Regions from separate parts of the Mus musculus genome. Here region 2 is linked to region 1. A link is a contact called in public HiChIP or PLAC-seq data. All regions are on one chromosome and are shown on one strand. The core of a region is the stretch at or near the end of the contact, and the rest is flanking DNA. Distances in the headings are between cores, read along the strand shown. Region 1 has its middle 9.4 kb from the start of Gm40122. Region 2 holds the start of Celsr2 (cadherin, EGF LAG seven-pass G-type receptor 2).

Region 1 (5,680 bases), core at 2,233-4,732:
CAGGAGGATCATGAATTCAAGGTTAGCTTATGCTACATTTGAGACTGTCTCAAAGAAAGGAAAGATCTGAGACAATGGCTCGGGTTAAAGCGCTTATGGTGCAGGCAAGAGGATGTGAGCCTGATCCCCAGAATTCACGTAAAGATAGCAATAGTGATAGCAGGTGCATGCAACTCTAGTACAGGGAGGCAGAGACAGGGTCCCCAGGGCTTTTTGGAGCAGCTAGTCTAGCCTAAAGGGTAAGTTCTTATGAGAGACCCTGTCTCAAAAGAGATGTAAGGCGTTTCCAAAGATGACACCCACACTTGCTCTGTGGCCTCCACATGGGTGCACAGACATATGCACATGCCCTAGTCATCATGACCACTCACACACAGATACAGGGACATGCACACAAACACACACACACACAGAGAGAGAGAGAGAGAGAGAGAGAGAGAGAGAGAAAGAGAGAGAGAGAGGCAGAGAAGGAAGGAAGAAGGAAGGAAGGAAGGAAGGAAGGAAGGAAGGAAGGAAGATGAAGAAAAGAAATTATCAAGATGTCCATCTTGAGTCGTTCACTTGACAGGAAAATAATTTGCATGTAGGAAAGAAGGGAGAATAGAAGGGAGAATAGACAGGCAGCTCTATGGGGTTGCAGGGGTCTTGTGAGCCTGGCTGAGGGGTCACACTTGGACATCAACACAGCAAAATGTTGTGGTCAGGGAAACCAGGGTCTATCCCCAGTGATCTTTGAGAGTCAACAGTTAAATATGACTGAACCTACAAGTTCCAGAGAAAAGGGAGCTAAACTAAACACTTTGGCTTTTCCTTGTGTTTTGAGACCAGAGAGAGGAGCATAAAGTGTGTATGTCATGAAGGAGCTAGGATGTAGGACCGATGGAAAAGGAAGGCCAGAGGGAACACAGAGAACCGGCCAGGCCAGAGGGGAGCAGACACGGAGATCAATGCTCCTCTGATTTCCAGTGGAGTCTTTAGAACTTAGGCCAGGTAACTGTGTGCAGGCTGCGTGTCTGATCTTTGGGGAGGAAATGAAAAGGGACAGAGGAGCAGTTTGGATACCAGAAACCCCCCCATTTAGGTTCCTGACGTCCTAAAACGCTGCCCAGGCTGACCCATGGGGGTGTGGCACCCAAGGCCAGCTTCCGATGCCCAACTGAAGACCAACTTTAGCCTTGGCCTATGAACAAAGAGCTGGGCTGATTTCCCCTCTGGAAAGAACCAAACCAGCCCTGGGTGTCATCTTGGAGCCACTTCTGCTCTATGTCTCTGGGGGAAAACTGTTCAAGTGTCTTGTGGTTAGCCCAACCCAACCAGGCCCAAGTGTGCACAAGGGAAAGCTAATTCTTTCCTCTCCAAGCTGGCCACCACCTCATGGTCTTTCTCCTTAGCAACTCTTCGTTCGTCCTAGTTCTCTCCCTGTACTTCTGGAATACCCACGATCAGAAAGAACCATGCCTTACTTGGCTCTCATGCCCATCTGACCACACTCCGAGACCGTTAACTCTGATCGGCTCCTTTGGGATTGAGAGATGTCTTGTGAGTGCCCCCTCAGAGTGCGTGATAAAGAGTGCTATGTAGAATCTGTCTTTCTTACAGTTTGGCTTTTAGGAATAATCTAGAGAGCGTCTACAGCTTCATACTGAGGCAGGGGGACCCTGGATAAGAAGGCTCAAGATGGGAAAAGAGAACCAACCAATCTGAGAGGTTTCAGGGCCCTCCGCCTGCACTGGTACATTTTAGCCACAGGAGGGCAGTGTTGGCCACAGAGCTCTGAAGAGTTACTGCAGTGTCTTGCTACACAGCTTCTCTTTGCCAACCCCACACCTGCTTTCTTTATCCTGGGGGCTTGTGGTCTCTTGGGCACCTTTCCACATGGCTGCAGTCTCGGCTGTGAAGGGTGGGCAGGAGGGACAGATCTCCCAAGAGAAAAGGCTGTGGCGGGTTTGATGAACTGATGTCCCCGCAGCTCCCCTGTGTGGACAGGTTAGCTTCCGTAAGCCTCGGCTTCTGATGAATAGTTGAATCGAGACTGCTGGCCGGGGAATGTCGTTTCCTGTGTGCATTTTGATCTGAGCCAACAGCTATGGTCTTTGGGTAGCTCCTGGCGGGCTCCATCTGTGGCCCTGACGCTTCAAAGGCTCACTGCCTGGGCAGGTGGGATAGAAGATGAACGAAACTGGACACTTTGGTCTCTCCAAATGGGTCTCTTCTTGGAATCACAGCCAGACAGAAAGAGTGCCCAGGAGTCGGGGATGGCCCAAGAAAGGGATAAACATAATCAATTGGGTCTGATCGGTTTGTGTTTGAAGTTTCAAATGGTGCTAGGGCTGGCTGGCAATGTATACTCTTCAACCCAGGCTACCCCTAAAAACCACGGGGCCATATTGACTTGCTCTGAATTAGAGGCTGCAGAAATCCCAGGCCCCTCCCTCCAGAGCCTTCTTGGGGATCCTAAAATACCCCCTCCTCTTCTTCTGACTTTGCTCTCAGCTCCCCCAGTACTTAGAGAGCACAGCTCACTGGCCTGTTCAGCCCTCAAGGCAGCCCCGCCCACACACCCCTGCTCTTGCCTTGTGCCCTTCTGACCCCAACCATTCTCTTCCTGGTCCTGAAATTACACACCAGGCCCCTGGAGAGTCTCTGTGGCACCTCAGCTTCCCTAGTGGGGCATCTGATCCCACGCTTGGGGGCTGACCCTCCGAGCACAGAGCACAAGGCGTGGCCTGGTTCTTTTCCCTAAGCTTCCCGTTCTTTGGACTGACTGCCCCATTTTCTCGCCTTTTCTGCCTTTCTTATTTGGCTCTTTTGTTTCCCTCCTTCCTCCCTCCTCCTCTCTGGCTCCAGGCTTTGGGTCAGCTCTCCACTCTCCTCCTGTCTCTGCTTGAATGTACACCTTTTACTTCCTCCCCTGCACTGAGCACACTGAAGCGCTGGTCCCTGCCTCCCTGGATGAGGGAAGGAATAGCAGAGGGAGGCTGGGCCAGCGGCCAGACTTGCCTTTAGCCTCTGGCTTGGGTATCTGGGACCTGTGTCTGGGAGAGTCCTCGACAGAGCCTCAGGCCTATGGAGCTGGCGGGGACCAGGGTTGAAGACCACTGCACCAAGTGACTGCAAGCAGAGAATAGGATATGACAGCAAGCAAGGGGAAGCCATCTCTCTCTCTCTCTTTCTCTCTCTCTCTCTCTCTCTCTCTCTCACACACACACACACACACACGAGAGAGAGAGAGAGAGAGAGAGAGAGAAGGGGAGGGAGGGAGGGAGGGAGAGAGAGAGAGAGAGAGAGAGAGAGAGAGAGAGAGAGAGAGAGAGAGAGAGATTCTGTAGCCTCTACTTCTGCCTCCCTAGACAGAATTCTGGGCCAGAAACCCTCTCAATGGCCACTGGAGGGCCCTGTCTATTCCTCCAGGGTGCAGATGCAGGGGCCCAGGTGGCTGCCAGCAAAATGCAGCTGGGGACTGGAGTGGAAGCTGCACCCTCAGGAAACAGGCCACACTTTCACCCCAGCCAGTTCCCGGCCTAATTAGAGACCGGAACGGCATTGATCGTCCCTGGGCTCATTATGTCACAGCTGGGGAACAGCTGGCCAGTCTTTTCCAGGCCATTAGCTGCGCCATGAAGTGGAGAAAAGGCGGGGGGGGGGGGGGGGGGGGGGAGTGAGCGAGCAGGATCAATACCCTGTCTGTGTGTGGGGGAAACAGCTTGGTGGCTGCCTCCCCTGGCTCTCTGGGCTGTGTTTCTCTCAAAGGCTGCCTCCTGCGCACAAGCTTCGAGTTCACACGTGGAAACCCAGCTCTAACCATCTGGGAGCTTGGTGAGTGAGATAGACACACTTTGGGGCCAGTGCTGGCCCAGTTCTGGGGACCATTCCAACCTTCTCTCCCAGGGTAATGGGAGGGGAAAGACTCGTATTACCTACCCAGTCTCAAAGGGGACCTTAAAAGTCCAGGTCCTCTCCACTCCTGCAGCAAGATGACACCCAAGGCAGCTGCTTCTCTTGGCCCCTGGCCACTTCAGTGTGCCCCTGGGCTCAGTTGGGTTTGGTTTCCTGTGAGATGGGGAAATGACAGCTCTTCTGATCCTTAGGGAATAGGGGTGATGGAAGGAAGAGATGACAGCTCTCCCCTGCCCCCCACACCCCGTCCCTGGCCTGAGGCTCAGCTGGGTGACACCTGAGGCAAGCTACCTGACCCCAGGAGTTCGAGGGAGCCCAGAATTGCTTAGTAAACTGACTCTTTACTTTCAGAGTTTTAAAGTGTCAAACCTGGGGTGGGGGTGGGGGGAAACCTCTGAAAAATCATGGGCTTCTCTCTCATTTGATTTAGTGAGAGATGGTGAGGCTGAGTGTTGAGCTCTGCCGTGCCTGCCTGAGTCGTCTTCTGTCAGATGCTCCTTCCGGGCCTCAGCCACCCCTCGCAAGCATCCCACATTGAGTTTTCACGGAGCCCTGAGGTCTCCCAGGCTCATGTCCTCGAGTTTCTGGCAGAGGTGGGAGAGGAGTGTTCGCTTTTGCCCTTCTTCCCACACAGCACGGCCATGAGAAACCGCGAGAGTCCCTAGGCCTCTCAGAGCCCCAGCTGCTGCAGTGCCAGACAGCGGTTCTGCCCCTGTGAACAGAGGCCAGCTACATACAACCTCCTCTGCTCTCCGGACTGCTAGGACAGCCCCTGCAGAGTCCGTCGTGAATGAAGCACAGACAGGCAGACAGACAGACAGACAGTGGTCTGAATTCTAGACTTGAACTCTATCCAGCTGAGTTCCAGCCCTTAGAAACCAGTACTTGGCTCTAAGTAGAAGCACATGGAAGGGAAGGGCACTGGGAATGTGTGTTACAGATGAGGAGGCTGTGTCCCTGGGAAGAGGCTTTGCTCAAGGTGAGATCTTCTCCACCAAATCAGAAAACACCCCCTACCCTCATCCCCACCCCTACCCTTGCTCCCAGTCCCCAACCTCTGCTCAGGGCTCTTAGAACAGTGATGAGATCTAGGACTGTCACGGGCATGTTGGTTACACCACCAGAGTCATCTATCAGATGAACTTCAGTAATGGAAAGGAGCAGTGACTACCTAAGAGGCTTAGCAGAGACCACTGGGCTCCACTCTGTCTGACGGTGAGCCATCTGTCTGTCTGCAGTCAAGCAGTGCTCAGGGCAGACAGAGTCTGGGGATAACTTTACCTCAGCTAAACTCCCTCTAGCCAGGCACACAGGAATAGACTAGAAACCAGGGTTGCTCTTCCTTCTAACATTGGGAGAGAAGGGGTTGTCTACAGGAGATAGATGCTGACATAGCAACAGGACCAGGGAGCAGGGAGCACGTAAGTGGGGCTTCCTGGGGCCACTGGCATCTTTGTTTCCTGTGTGCACAGGATGCTAATCTCTGTTTTCTTCTCTTGGACTCAGAACAGGGAGGGAAGGAGTGACAGCCTCAGCATCAGGGACTTAGATGTTGAATCCCTGTGGTTCAAGCTGGAATATGAGGGCTGGGGAGCAAGGGATGGCTGGAGCAGCTGGAGCAGGAGCCCCAGAACAGGGTATTTCAGGGACTAAGATCTAGCAGTGGAAGTCTTGTGATTGAAAAACAGAGCGCTGAGAATCAAGGACACCAGAGAGAGCCCCCTCTCCAAGCAGAGAAGGGGTCCAGGAAGGGGAACAAAGGGAGACAAAGATGCCTGTGGGG
Region 2 (6,074 bases), core at 3,285-5,784, 250 kb after region 1:
GTCCCCCCCCCCTTCACTCCAAGTGACTTGGCTACCCAGTCTGCCTTGCTCCCACCTTGCTTCTCATCCCCAGAGCTGACAGAAAGGACAGAATATACTGTCACCCAGTCCTGCTTGCCTTCCCCAAGTCCTGCTGTCTGGGGAGTCTGCAGGCTGAGCGCTTGACCAAGCAGCAGGAATGCCCAGGCTGGGTTCTGGCCAGGCTCCCACGCCCCTAGAAATCTGTTCTCTCCCCCACCAAGTCAGGGCCCTGGAGTCTCTGCCCTCAAAGCTCAGCAGTCCCCGTGCACTCTGATCCCCAGGTCTGTTTTCCTGAGACCGGGCCACCATGGTCAGCAGGGAAGGCCTAGCACCCCAAGAAAAAGCCACAGGGAGTCTAGGGGCCCAAAAGGTCCATCTGCCCTGACTTCATTGCTGCCCTCCCCGGAAGCCAGACCCCAACCAAGAACTCAGGACAGTGAGGTCTGTTTGGACAGAGACAATGAGCTCTGGCTTTACTTCCTGCCTGGAGCTCAGGAGGGGGAGCCAAGGCTCCTTCTGCCTGGAGGGAAAAGCAATGCCTCAGACAAAGTCTAAGCCAGTCTCTGCTGCAGCTCTACTGAGAGCCAGAGGGGGAGAGAAAAGGGCAGCAGGGTCCTGACCCCCTTGGTGGAATCCTGAGTCCCTAAAGCCCTCTGACCTGCCAAAGGCCTTGTGAGATCACAGGACCATCCTAATGAGGGTGCCAGGGTACTGAGGAGCCAACTTGCCTCGCCCCTTCCTCGCCAAGGTCTTCCCTCCCCCTCCCCCAGCTCTTGGGCCTTCCAGGCTTCCACGCGCCCTTTTTTTCACAATTCTTGGCAGCCATAGTCAGGGCAGGCTCACAACACTTCCCCCCACCACGTCACAGTCTGGTAGGCAGGGGGGCAGCCAACCAAAGCAGCCCAGCCCAGCCTGGGGCAGCAGGCAGGGCCTGCGCCAGCTGCCAGGAGTCCTGGGCTTTTTTCCCAGGCCAGGTTCCCGATCTCTCAGCCTCTGAGCTGTCCACAGGGTAGAGAGTTGGGTCACCAGCTCCTCCTGGATGGCACCCCACCTCCGGTGGCTGCCCAGACCTCCCTGAAGCACTATCTCCACCCCAACATCACTGGGCATCTTCCTTACCTGACACCAGCACACTCATGATGGCTTCCAGGGGCCGGTTGTTGTCCAGTGCCCGGCTCAGTCTCAGCTCACCGGTGGAGGCATTGAGCAGGACCAAGCTGAGTTCATTTCCTCGCTCGAAGCTGTACGTCAGGCTGTCTGAGATATCGGGGTCGTGGGCAGGCACACGGCCTATGGCACCACCGGGGAAGCTGCTGGAGCGGTTGGTGACATAGTTGTTAAAGAGAATCTCAAAGTTGCCCAGCACGGGCGGGTTATCATTGCGGTCAAGGAGGCGGACATGGACAGTAGCCCTGCTCACCAAGGGAGCAGACGTAGCCTGGATGACCAGGACATATTCAGGCCGGTCCTCATAGTCCAAATCTACCAGGGCAGTTAGCTCGCCAGAGAATATATCCAACTGAAAGACCTCAGGGATATTGCCCTCCACAATCTGGTACATGATCTGTGCGTTGGTCCCTTCATCTGGGTCAGTGGCTGTGACCCGGGCCACGGCCAGCCCGATGGGGCTGTTCTCTTCCACAAATACGTCAAACTCATCCTGTTCAAAGACAGGGGGGTTGTCATTCACATCCAGGACAGTAACTGTCACTTCCATGGGTGTGCGGGCTGGTGGCATGCCCTTGTCCACCGCATAGGCCCGCAGGACGTACTGGGCCACGTTCTCACGATCCAGCCTCCGCAGTGTGCGCACAATGCCCGATGTCGACTCTACAATAAAGTCACCGTCCCCATCATCTCCTCCTTGGAAGGTGTAGAAAACCCTGCCATTCAGACCGGAGTCTCGATCCGTGGCTGAGATCTGCAGGACGCTGGTGAAGGGCGGCACGTCCTCGTAGACGCTGCCCTGGTAGGAATCTCTGAGGAACTGGGGGGCGTTGTCGTTCACGTCATTCACCAGGATCTCCAAATAGGTGGTGTCAGACTTCTGGGGAATGCCATTGTCCCGAGCAGTGATGGCCAGGGTATAAGACACCTGGTCCTCGTAGTCCAGCTCAGCCTGGGTGGTGACAGCCCCAGTGTCCGCGTCGATTCGGAACTGGGGGATGCTATCCTCCATAAAGTAGGTGATTCGGGCATTCTCCCCCGTGTCCTCATCCGTGGCGCTGATCAGCACCACTGTGGTGCCTGCTGGCCGGTCTTCATTAACGTTGACTGTGTAGTGGGAGCTCTGGAAGACGGGACGGTGGGTGTTGGCATCGGTGACATTCACTACTATCTGAGCTGTGTCCTGCCTTGTGCCATCTGAGGCAGTCACTGCCAGCACATACTGCCGCTCGAGTTTGTAGTCTAGCGGTAAGGCAAGGGAGACCAGTCCACCACCACTTTGGCTGGTGATAGAGAAGCGGTTGCGGGTGTTGCCGCTGGTGATCTGGTAGGTAATGACACTGTGAGCGTCTCGATCCACGGCTGACACGGTCACCACACTGGTGCCCACGGCGGCGTCCTCGTTGAGCCGAACGGTGTACTCTGGCTGCGTGAAGGTTGGGTTGTTGTCATTGACGTCCAGGATGGTTACACTGACACTGGCTGAGGCCGTGAGCGCTGGGGTGCCATGGTCCCGGGCCTCTACACCAAAGCTGTAGAAATCAACCTCTTCCCGATCCAACTCTGCGGCCACAGAGATCCAGCCTGTGCCATTGTTAATGGTGAAGGGAAAGTCGTGCCCAACCCCTGCCAGGCTATACTCGAGGCGGGCGTTATCACCAGCGTCAGCATCAATTGCCTGGACGTGCAGAACAAGGTAGCCTAAAGGGACACTCTCTAGGACGGTGGCCTGGAAAGGGGTGCTGACAAAGATGGGGGCGTTATCGTTGATGTCTAGGACTTGCACTGTTACTAGGCCAGAGACATTGGAGAGTGGAGGACGGCCACCGTCCTGAGCCCGGATCCGAAGCGTATACTCTTTGGTTGTCTCATAGTCGAGTGGGCTTACCACATCCAGGGCTCCAGTCTGAGCATCCAGATAGAACTGGCCCCGAGCATTGCCACTCATGATGCTGTAGTGCACTAGGGCATTGCTGCCCTTGTCTCTATCGGAGGCGGTGACTCGGAGAACTGGGGCTCCTGGGGTCACATCCTCCCGCACCTGGACCACATAACGCTTCTCGCTAAACTGGGGGGCGTTGTCATTATCATCCTCCACCGACAGGAAAACAATGGCTGTGGAACTCCGCGGGCCTGGGTCCCGGCCCTGGTCACTCGCCTCCACTGTTAACTTGTAGGATTCCACTTCCTCCCGGTCTACAGGGCCGCGGGTTCGGATCACCCCCGAGCGAGGATCGATCTCAAAGGCGTCTGAGGGGCTGCCTCCGGCCCCCTCCAGCAGGCGGTACAGAATGTTGGCATTGGGAGGGGCGTCGCCGTCGGTGGCCCTGACTGTAAGCACCTCATAGCCAACCTCCAGGTTCTCCCTGAGGCTCTCCTTGTACTCTTGCTGCTCAAAAACAGGGTCGTGATCGTTGGTGTCGGTCACCAAGATGGTAAGCGTGGCCAAGGCACTCCGTCGGGGCATACCGTGATCCTGTGCAGTGACCCTGAAGACGTGGGTGCTCTTGGTCTCCCGATCCAGCTCCTCAGCTGTGGTGACAACACCGGTGATTGGGTCCAAGGAGAAGAAATGATTGGAGCGGCTATCAAAGAGGGCATCCATGGTGTACTCAAGTCGACCCGCCTCACCCTCATCTGGATCAATGGCTCTTAAGGATGCAACAGAGGTACCAGCAGGCTGGTTCTCAGGCACTGTGGCCTGGTAGCTGGGAGGCTGGAACTGGGGAGCTGTATTCACATTCCTTTTCCTGCGCCCACCCAGAGATTCCTCTGGTGAGCCTTCCCCAGCCCTGAGCCCTGGGGCCTGTGCCAGCTTGCAAGACTGGCATCTGAGCCGTGGGGCCTTTAAGCAAGGGTGCTCTTCAGGCAGGGTCAGCGTGCCTTGTGGAGAAAGGTGTCCTCCGATACCCAGGAGACGACAGCTCCAGGGGCAGCCTTCAGAGGATGGCGGAAGAGGGATATGAGCCCCTGATTCTGGACACCAAACCCTCAGGCCATCGTGGTGGGGCACCAGGTGGCCGGTCAGCTCAATGCCCGATTCTCTGCAGCGGCTGGTGTAGAGCCAGAGGTTCGAAGCAGAGGCTGGGCAGAGCCAGCCCACGGGGGCGCAGGCCCCAGAGGAGCTGCGTCCCCCGGATCCCAGAGAACGACAGGGCCCCACTTGATCTCCCAGTAGTGGCGACGGTGGCAGCAGCAGCAACAGCAGTAGCAGCGGCAGCAGCGGCGTTGGGAGGGGGGCGCTGGCAGCCCGGCTCCGCATCTCTCCCTGTTCCCGGCCAGCCGGGTCAACAGCCGCGGCGGCTCTTCCTCCGGCTCCTGCCGGCCCCGCCGCGCCTCATGCCCGGGCCGGGGCGCGGGTCCCCGGGGGCCACCTGTACGTCCCACTGGGCCTGCACCCAGATGGCTCGGCGGGGCCGCGCTCTTAGCCCACGATGCGCCGGGCTCCCACCACTCTCGAAGCCGGGCCCGCTCCCGAGTCGCCGCGACCACTGCGGGTTCACGCTGCGCTTCCACCTGCGCTCTGAGCGTTCTCTACCTGCGCCCGCGGGCCGCGAGGATCTCTGGCTCTGCCGGGTCCCCCGGTCCCGAGCCCCAGAATGTCCCCTCCGCCCGCGTAAGGTCGCCCACCTGCGTCTGCGGAGCCTCACGCTCCGGCCCGGGCCCGGCTGCCAACGATGGCCCTGCGCCACCCGCTCGCGCCCTGCGTCCCCGCCGCGGCAGCTACCGGTCGCCGGGGTCCCGGGCCCAGACCCGCGTTCCCTCGCCTCCCGGGCGGGCGGGCGAGCTCTGCAGAGCAGCGGCGGTGGTGGCGGCGGCTCATTACCATAGACCTGCTCGCGCCGCCGCGGTCTTAAAGCGGCGACGCCCAACGCGCCGAGGAGGTGGGCCCCACCCAGCGCCCTCTTCTGCATGGCGGCTCTAAGTAAGATTCCCGCCTCTGGTAGAATTTTTCTTCCCAGCACATCAGACTTGCTCCTTTCCATTTCTGGATCCCTTCTACAGCTTAAAGAGGAATGAACAATCAGAAGCCACACAGGGAATTGATACTCTTGTAAAATTCTATGGCTAGCGCTCTTTCAAAACAGTCTTAATGTCTGCAGGAGGTGACCAGGGGGTGGGAGGTGGGTGGATATAGACAGACAGACAGACAGACAGACAGACAACTTTCCAGTCTTACCATCCCTGAAAGCCCTCATTGCTGCCCCATCCTACAGGTCCCGGGTCAGAAGTAAAGACGACTTTGCTCGACTTCGCTCGACACTACAAAGTCTCCCCCAGATACCAGAAGTCGTGCTCTCACTTGGATATCTTGGACAAAAGGACCCCTAAGCTCATTTGGGATACATCTTGGGTACCACATGTCAGGTCAGGGGAAGTGAACCAGAATGTCCAAAGCAGCAAGAGCACTAACACTACCAGATTCCTAGGGCCAGGGTGAGTTGGTTCCAGAGGGCCCAAGCTTCCTGGACCTTAGGACGTGTTCCTTTTTCTTTATCCCTCCTCCCTCCTAGATCAATGTCCAACTGCTGTCCTCCTCCTACCCGCGGCTTTGTAACTAGCAAATGGCCCTGTCCATTGCACAGGACTACTGAGCCCTTCATGGAATGCCACCCCAGAACCTTCTGGAAGGGGTATGAAGAACTGATGAATCTTCCCATAAGTGGAGTTCACACAAGATGTTGGGACCAAAGAACCGGGAAGAGTGAGGCTGGGCAAGCCAGAGGGCTTCTTCCTCTCATACCCTGAGCAATGAGGGATGTCAGATTGTATGAGAGAGGAGGCCACTCTCACATGCTAGCTATGTGCGACCTTTCCTAGAGTGAGGGACTTGAATAAAGTAATGGATTTTCAGAAGTCTCGAGGGAGGTGATGATATGGTCTGA

Evidence for each region. HiChIP or PLAC-seq counts read pairs in DNA pulled down with a chosen protein or histone mark.
Region 2: an H3K4me3 HiChIP or PLAC-seq map of stem cell-derived neural progenitor cells shows a contact between it and region 1, with 3 times the contacts expected there. The contact joins the promoter of Celsr2 here to the enhancer-like site in region 1. A contact is called at or near these places in 3 of 39 promoter capture datasets (hippocampal neurons and liver), 1 of 15 datasets of contacts at CTCF or cohesin (embryonic stem cells), 11 of 484 Hi-C or Micro-C datasets (the G1E-ER4 cell line, bone marrow-derived DN3 thymocytes, bone marrow-derived macrophages and 3 more), 5 of 115 datasets of contacts at active chromatin or transcription factors (embryonic stem cells, forebrain, large pre-B cells and 1 more) and 5 of 9 other capture datasets (adipose tissue, embryonic trunk, liver and 2 more).

Annotation. Positions count from the first base shown.
Region 1 is chr3:108,163,154-108,168,833 of GRCm38.p6, forward strand. No RefSeq gene overlaps it. Among named protein-coding and RNA genes, the nearest start is that of Gm40122, 9.4 kb to the right of the region's middle. Within about 2 kb of position 3,483, at least 99 of the 459 cell types and tissues checked have an H3K27ac peak or open chromatin away from gene starts, as enhancers often do. A contact at or near this core is called in hippocampal neurons, pancreatic islet and stem cell-derived neural progenitor cells, where this site is marked.
Region 2 is chr3:108,411,045-108,417,118 of GRCm38.p6, forward strand. It overlaps Celsr2 (cadherin, EGF LAG seven-pass G-type receptor 2), which reads right to left and starts at 4,535. Exons shown (of 34, transcript NM_017392.4): 1 at 1,141-4,535. The coding sequence starts at 4,450. It overlaps Gm52630 (a long non-coding RNA gene), which reads left to right and starts at 4,977. Exons shown (of 3, transcript XR_003954680.1): 1 at 4,977-5,113; 2 at 5,406-5,625; 3 at 5,775-6,045.